2 separate regions of the Podarcis muralis genome follow, and region 2 is linked to region 1. Evidence: chromatin contacts called from public Hi-C data. All regions are on one chromosome and are shown on one strand. The core of a region is the stretch at or near the end of the contact, and the rest is flanking DNA. Distances in the headings are between cores, read along the strand shown.

Region 1 (3,984 bases), core at 644-3,143:
GCTGCGGCTCCAACCTGGTGGAACGCCCTGTCGCAAGAGACAAGGGCCCTGCAGGACTTGACATCTTTTCGCAGGGCCTGTAAGACAGAGCTGTTCCACCAGGCCTTTGGTCAGGGCGCAGCCTGACTCCCTCCTTTGGCAATCTCTACAAAGCTTTAGTCTATGGTTGCCATCAATTTGTATTTTAATTAATTTTTAGAATGTATTTATAATGTTGTACTGTTTTAGTGTTGTTAGCCGCCCTGAGCCCGGCTTCGGCTGGGGAGGGCGGGATATAAATAAAATTTATTATTTATTATTATTATTATTATTTGATTTATTTAGACATGCATTTACAGCATGATTCTTTCTCTCTCTTTTTTAAAAAAACGGTTGGTATTTACTGATGCTTTTAATGATTTTTCATGGACCTTTTGTTGATTTTATCCTTAAAACTTGTACAGTGGTACCTCGGGTTACATACGCCTCAGGTTACATACGCTTCAGGTTACATACTCCGCTAACCCAGAAATAATGCTTCAGGTTAAGAACTTTGCTTCAGGATGAGAACAGAAAACGTGCTCCAGCGGTGTGGCGGCAGCGGGAGGCCCCATTAGATAAAGTGGTGCTTCAGGTTAAGAACAGTTTCAGGTTAAGTACGGACTTCCGGAACGAATTAAGTACTTAACCCGAGGTACCACTGTACTCTTACCTTGCTTTATTTTCATGAAAGCGCAGATGAGAAATTCATCAACAGACAAACAAACATCTGGCAGGCCACAGATTCCCTACCCCTTCTTGAAAGCATTCTAATTCAGTACCGGAAAGGCACTTCAGTGAATGTTCATGATCGCAATTACACCCCAAATTTACCTTTTCCCCAACAGTGTGGGAGAAAACCCACTGCAAACTGCTCCTTCCTATTTGTCTGCCCCAAGTTCTTGGCCACGCTGCGGTGAAACCCACCTGCAACCTCCAGGGCCAACAACCTCCCATTTCCTTCGCAGCTTCCACTCCGCTCTCCAGTGAACCTGACAAACTCTGGGGAGAAAAATACCGTACTGTGAAGAGTCAGCATTGCTGGAATTCACACGGCTCTCCTCCGTGTTCATTGATGGTGGGGGTGGGTAGGAGTCGGCATTGCTGAAACTGAGAAGGCTCTCCGTGGGCATTGAGCTTTATTCCAGCCTGGTCATTTTCGTTAGATCGCAGAGAAGGAGCTCAGCATCTGTGAAAGTGTCTCGACTTTCCTACCGCGTAGGAAGGAGACGCTTAAATGCATGTATGCGTGGTGTGTTCAGCCACCACCACAGACGTACAACGAGGCGGGTGGTGGGTGGGGGCCTCAGAATTGGCTTTAGCTGTTCTCACATAGAACACAAAAACCACGGAAAGTTCGAAAAGCAACTCCTCTCTGCATGGACGCTGATCGGTTTTAAAAAACCCTGATCCAAGGGCATTTAAAGGCATTCACTCAGGACAGGGCTATGCGAAAAGGGGGTGCCTTGGTTCTTAATGGGTCCAACTATGGGGCAAAGCACTAGTCACCCCCCCCCCCAGAACCCTGGTCTCTCTGACAGATGGGGAGCTGGGGCTGATAAGAAGGACCAGACTCCCAAATGAATGAATATTGCCAATCGTGTCTCTTTCCTCCACGTATTGTGGATGCGGGCGGGATACTAGTACCAGCAAGAGGTTCCGGATCTCGGGAGGTCCAGTTCCCCTCTTGCAGAAAGCGGAAGCTCAGCCTCAGCAAGACTTCCCATGCTCTTGGACGCGCCTGTTTCTGTGACAGGGGCTGCGGCTGCCTCTTTAAAAGAGGGGGCGGGGCTTTGTTGGCAAGAGGTGCGGGGGAGGGAGAAGACGAGAGAGAGCGGCGGGGAGAGCGCTCGGTCGCTCGCGCCTGCCCATGCCCGGATTATTATTTTGGTGCTCCTCTTTGATCCATTCAGAAATTCCTGATTGCGAAAGGAAAACAAAAGGGGAGGGGGCCAGCCTCTTCCGGAAGGCGGCGGAGGCCGCGCGCCGATTGGATGGCTCTCGTTTGGGGCGCACGTGCGGCCGAGGGGAGGGGCGGGCAGGGCGGGAGGCGTCAGCGGCGCGCAGCACCTTTGCAAAAGCAGCCGGAGCGGCGAGAGGCGGCCGAGTGACTTCGGGAAGAAAGCTCGCCGGCGACCCAGGAAGTCGCCGCCGCCGCCGCCGCCCCGGGAGCCGAGAAGCCTTTTCTTTTACGCGCAGCGCCAGGCGCGCCACTCCTCGCGTGGAGCCTCTTTGAGGAGGAGCTGCTGCCGCTGCTGCTATTGCAGCTGAATCCACCAGTCCGCCTGTCCTGTGTGTGTTCGCGATGGCCGGATGATCGCTCGGCACCAGCCCGCCACGCCGCGCACCATGGCCGCGAAGGAAGACCTGTACAGCAAAGTCACCCCCCGGAGGAACAGGCAGCCGCGCACGGGGACCATCAAGCACGGCTCTTCCCTGGATATCCTCCTCTCCATGGGTTTCCCCAAAGCCAGAGCGTGAGTTAGGCCGGAATAATAGTAATTTAAAAAACCAGCGGCGGGTGGGTTGGAGGGGGTGCCACACGGTACCACACCATTATTTATTGTTTTAAGAAAAAATCCCGATCTGTTGTTTTGTGCGTCTGGGGGAAAGAGTGGTTGAGTCATCCCTTTTCCTCCGAGAGAACCGAGAAGGCGGAGCCACGCTAATTAATTAATTAATGGATTGATTGGTTTCCAAAATCGGATCTGCATTTCCACCCGGAGAGGAATGCAGAGGAAAAGAGGAGGAGGATGAATGGCAGCGATTTGGCAGCCTGTGTGGTTTGTTGCCCCAGCGTGTGCGCCGATGCGATGGCGGGAGAAGCGAGGCCGCTCCGGGACGGCGTGTCCGCGCTGCCGCGCGTGCAGGAGCGCCGCTGACATCTTGCCGGAGCTGTCCTGTGGGACGCGCGTCCAGGGGGGTTTAAAGCGGGTGCTGCGCGCTCTCTCTCGCGCGCGTTTGCATTTGTGCATCGGGCTCCTCGATCCTGCTCTGCAGCGAGTAGGCAGAGAGGCCGATCTGCCTGGCGCGCGCACCCTCGCATACATACACACATACACACGCACTGCAGTGTCATGTGCATTTATTCTTGGGGCGGGTGCAGGGAGATAGACGGCACGTTTCTTCCGAAGGCGCTAGCCAGCAGCTTCAGGGGCGATGCAGACGGTGGCGAGAGTGCTGCTGCCTCCTCCCTCCTCTCCCAGTTTAAAGGAGGAACGGAATCGCCCAGCGGAGGCTTGAGTCCCTGCCTTCCTCTTATTTTTCTGGTGGAGCCCTTGGCTTTTAAATAGCAGCTTGCGAAGGCTGCTAGTTCCATCCTCCTCCTTGCAAGGCCTCCTTGTAGTAAAGCCATTGTTCTCCAGGGTATCTGGCAGAGCTTGGTATCTGGCGAGCAGGTAGGTAGGGCATCTTCCAGACTCTGGCTTCTTAATCTTCTCAGGAATGGAGGAAAGAGTCCCCACAAGAATATAGGGAGCTTTCTTTATGCACACAGTCGGACCCACTGATTCACCACTTTCAGGACTGAGGACCTTGGGCAACTGCCACCAGTCTCAGGCCATCACAAGGGTGTCTCTCAGTTCCGATGCTGAGGACTGGCACTGGGCCCTTCTGTGTTCAATGCAGATGCTCTCCCACTGAGAGCTGCAGGCTGTTCTTGGAGACAGCAGGCCCACGACTCTGGTGGATGCTGCCTGGCTAACAGATGTTGCCCCCCACCCATATTCAGAAAATGATCATTGGTGGGGAGAGATATCTATCCAGTCACAGTCCACAAAGGAAGCTGCCTGGTACCCAAGTCAGAGCACAGATCCTATCATCCTTACCTTTGGCTATGAACCCTGGGACTGTTGGGAGTTGGAGTCCAACAACAAACAGATGGAGGGACCATGTCTGCCACCCCAGTAGACCATGCTGTCATCACTGCGCTGCAGAATGTTGGACTAGATAACCCTTCTCACTCTT
Region 2 (3,644 bases), core at 1,112-3,611, 200 kb after region 1:
GGTTTTAAATATAACTCAAGAGTGGTGTTGAGAAACTTCAACCCCGCTGGCTTTTGAAATGGAAAAGTTAATTAGATGTGCCCTGCTACTAGAATACTTTGTTATTACCCAATTGTGTTATTACAGCATAGTTGCATGACAAAACACCTTAAGCAAGCCTTAATCTAAATGGCCATTGTGCAAGACAAATGCTTCCAGGGAGTCAATGTTATCCTTACCGAAGACAGTGTTGGTGGGGTTCATTGCCACCTGGTTCTTTGCAGCGTCACCAATAAGCCTCTCTGTGTCAGTGAAGGCAACATAGCTGGGAGTGGTCCTGTTACCCTGGTCATTGGCAATGATTTCCACCTTGCCATGTTGGAAGACACCCACGCAGGAATAAGTGGTGCCAAGATCAATTCCAACAGATGGTCCCTTAGACATTGTAGCTGTGGACAAAGTAACATTTAGATATCAACAATTCATGCCTGTAATGTTTAAGCACGAGAAGCAACATATTCGAAGCAAAAACTGTCAGCCAATCCACATTAAGAACAATCATTAAGAACCATTTAGTAAAACATTTATCCTAGAGCCAGCCTAGTGAAGTTTCAGAAATGCCCAGGAGGACCATACACTTAAATCCCCATTTGGCCATAAAACTAACTAGATTAACTCTCTGAAACAATCTGGAATTTTTCCTTGCCTTGAAATCAAAGCATTATTTGTGCAGTACTAGGCCTCTTGCTTAGAACCCCACTGCCCAGATGTAAAATTATGGATGCTTGTATGCATTCAATTTTCATATTCCACGAGGCTTTCGGACCCGCAAATCTGAACCCTCGGAAACCCTTCTGTTCTAACGCCAATAGAATGGGGATTGAAGGCGGTGCAGCGACTTTGGAGAAGCCACCACGTGGCCGAGGCGGAAGCGCCGACGTTCCAGCCACGAGGGGCACCGGAAGGATTGAATTACTTTTCCCGGCATGCCCTAAGAGCGTTCCACCCGCGCGGGAAGGAGGCGGGGCTTCGCGATGGATTCTGGGAACCTCCTCTTCCCCCCTCCCTCCGCAGCCTGCATTTGGAACACGAAGCCTCGCTGGATGGGAGGAGCGATACCAGACCACGTGCAAAGATGCCGGCCGGAACCGGCCGAGGGCGCTGCTGAGCACGTGGCGGGGAGGGGGAGAGGAAGGAAAGAAGGGCGATTAGGTAAGCTTTCTGCACCACTAACGAAGGGAGACGACAGAAGAGATTCCTCCACACCACCCTAAAAAGGAACTGGACCTTTCGCCAGCAGTTACTTAAGAACTTCTGCTTTTAAAGCAAGACTCCAGTGATCTAAGGTCGAGGGAGGCAGCAATCCTGCCCCCCCCCCCCCGTGCCATCTGCGGCTCATTTCCTCGCCTCGCTATTTCAAGGTCATCAGGAAAATAATAAAGACCGCCCCAATTTTCTAAGGCTTAGCGCCTGCGTTCCGTATGCTAAGAATTAAGACGCCCCCGTCGATTTTGTTAATCTGCCCCCATCCAAGTAAAACTGGATTAGCGGCACACGATACATAAACGTGGGGGGGGGGTTGCCCCCACCTAATTTTCCCGCATTAAATCAACAGGCAATCCTATAGCCAGGTTTAACGGGGCATAGACTGAACAAATGGGTAGCAGAATGGAGTCTGCCTTCATCCTTCCTTTTCACTCCCCCGTTCAAAGAAAAGGCCAATGCAGCTGCTTTATTAAAGGAGGGCGGCCCGCCCACGTGTACTTTAATCGCCTTAACAGATTTAGCCTGGTTTTTCCAAAGGCGATCCATACCATTATTTCCCCCCCCCCCCCCGCGTTCGTTTCCTCCTTTTCTTTGGTACGAAGCGTTTCGCCGAGCCTCTCCTTACATTTATTTCCTTTTATCGGATTCCCTAAAGGAACACCGTTTCAGACGCCATTGTCACCCCCCTCCTCCCTCCCCAGACTCGGGCAAAGACCCCTACGCTAGAGAAAGTGAGGGCGAAGAGAAAGAGGCTTCAAAGACGTTTTGTAGACCTGAAGGAAATGGGACAAAAGGAATGGGAAGCCTGCGAAATTAAGGAGCGACACGGTTTTTTTCATTTAGCAAATTCTCTACTTTCGTCCACCCCAACCACAGAAGGAAAAGAAATCAATGAATTAGATGCAATTAGCGCATATATAGGCACCCACTCTGCATTACTGCCCCCCCCCCTCAAAGAAATTACCTGCTTCGTTTTCCTTCAAAAACCAGGAAACGAGTAGCTGCTTCGAGTAGCTCTGGAGAAAAAGCGGCTTTCTCGGCCCAGCCACAAGTCATTATATACTACTGAAGAACCTTCCAGAAGGGCCACGCCTCTTTCCGGCCGACGGGCCAATCCCGCCGCGCCTGTCGCCCGCCTTCCCCGCCCACTTAAGCCAATGGCCGTAGAGGCATTGCGTGAGGCGTATGTGACGCAACAAAGGAAAGCGAAGCGGGCGGGCGAAACGGGTGATTCAACGGGTGCCGGCCGGCTTTCTCGCTCTCTTTCCTTATTCTGGTTCTAGAACTTTCATCGCTCCCCGCGCGGCAAGACAGTGTATGTGGGTGGGAGGGAGAGGAAATGTTCGAGCTCCACGACGTGGCCCTGGGCCAATGAAATTTCTCCCCCGGTCGCCTTTATTTGCATAATCGGAGAGCTGTTAGGCGTAGATAGGGCCTGTTCTTTTTCTGTCTTTTGTGTTCTGAGGTGGAGCCAATCCCTCACAGAATCGGGTCGCCCCCCCCCCCCAATATTTATATAATATTCGACGGGAGGGATTGGGCGGAGACAGGGAGGGGGAAGGGGAGCCGGGCTGAGTGCAAACTGAAGATTCGGAAGGGCGTGGGGAGTGACGAATGAGGTGGTCGGACGGGAGGAAGGGGGTGAGAAACTGGCCAATCGAGTCGCTGGTTACCTCAGAGCGGGAAGGCAGTGGGCGGGACGAGAGCAGCCGCATTTTTGGAAGTGAAGGAGAGAATTTGGCACAAAATGGCGGATTAGCGAGGCCCGTTTGCCGCAGGGCGCTGGCTGATGGCCAGGGCCGGGGTCAGTTGGGGACGGGCGGTTCATGCTCGGGCGCCAAGGGGCGGACAATGCCGACCTATCTCGAGAGAAAGTAAATCGACTCAACACACTTAGGATTATTGTGCCCCCCCCCATTTTCATTTATTGCATTTATATCCCACCTTTTCCTCCAAGATGGAGCACGTGGTTCTTCCCCTCATTTAATCTCCGCAGCAACCCTGTGAGGTAGGTTAGGCCTAGAGGCAGTAACTGGCTTCTTTCCAAGGCCACATGCTGTGAGCTCCCAGGTCCTAGTCGTGACCCTTTTTATCAACTATGCCACACTGATTGTGAAATGAGAGAGTTTCTGAAGGGCATTCTGAAGCCAGTACCCTTAACCTTTCTTCCTTTGCCGACCTGCTGTGCGAGGGAATTGCCTTACAGAATTCTGCATATGCTCAAGGGCACATTGCACACACACACCAGGCATAACCTGAAAGCTGCATAAGCGCCATGGAGAAAGGCCAGGGCTGGCCCAATACATTTTGGTACCTGAGGCGAACCACAAAATGGTATCTGCCTACCCCTGTCCTGCAAGGGAAGAAAGGGTGAGTGAAGAACCACTATCAGGAAGGGC

What was found. Hi-C and Micro-C count contacts between places; a contact is called where the count stands out from the background.
Region 2: a Hi-C map of tail shows a contact between it and region 1, with 3 times the contacts expected there. The contact joins the promoter of HSPA8 here to the promoter of UBASH3B in region 1. A contact is called at or near these places in 2 of 3 Hi-C or Micro-C datasets (blood and tail).

What each region holds. Positions count from the first base shown.
Region 1 is chr15:23,625,775-23,629,758 of rPodMur119.hap1.1, forward strand. It overlaps UBASH3B (ubiquitin associated and SH3 domain containing B), which reads left to right and starts at 1,894. Exons shown (of 14, transcript XM_077919229.1): 1 at 1,894-2,495. The coding sequence starts at 2,332.
Region 2 is chr15:23,827,341-23,830,984 of rPodMur119.hap1.1, forward strand. HSPA8 (heat shock protein family A (Hsp70) member 8) reads right to left here and starts at 2,362. Exons shown (of 9, transcript XM_028708448.2): 1 at 2,210-2,362; 2 at 219-428. The coding sequence starts at 423.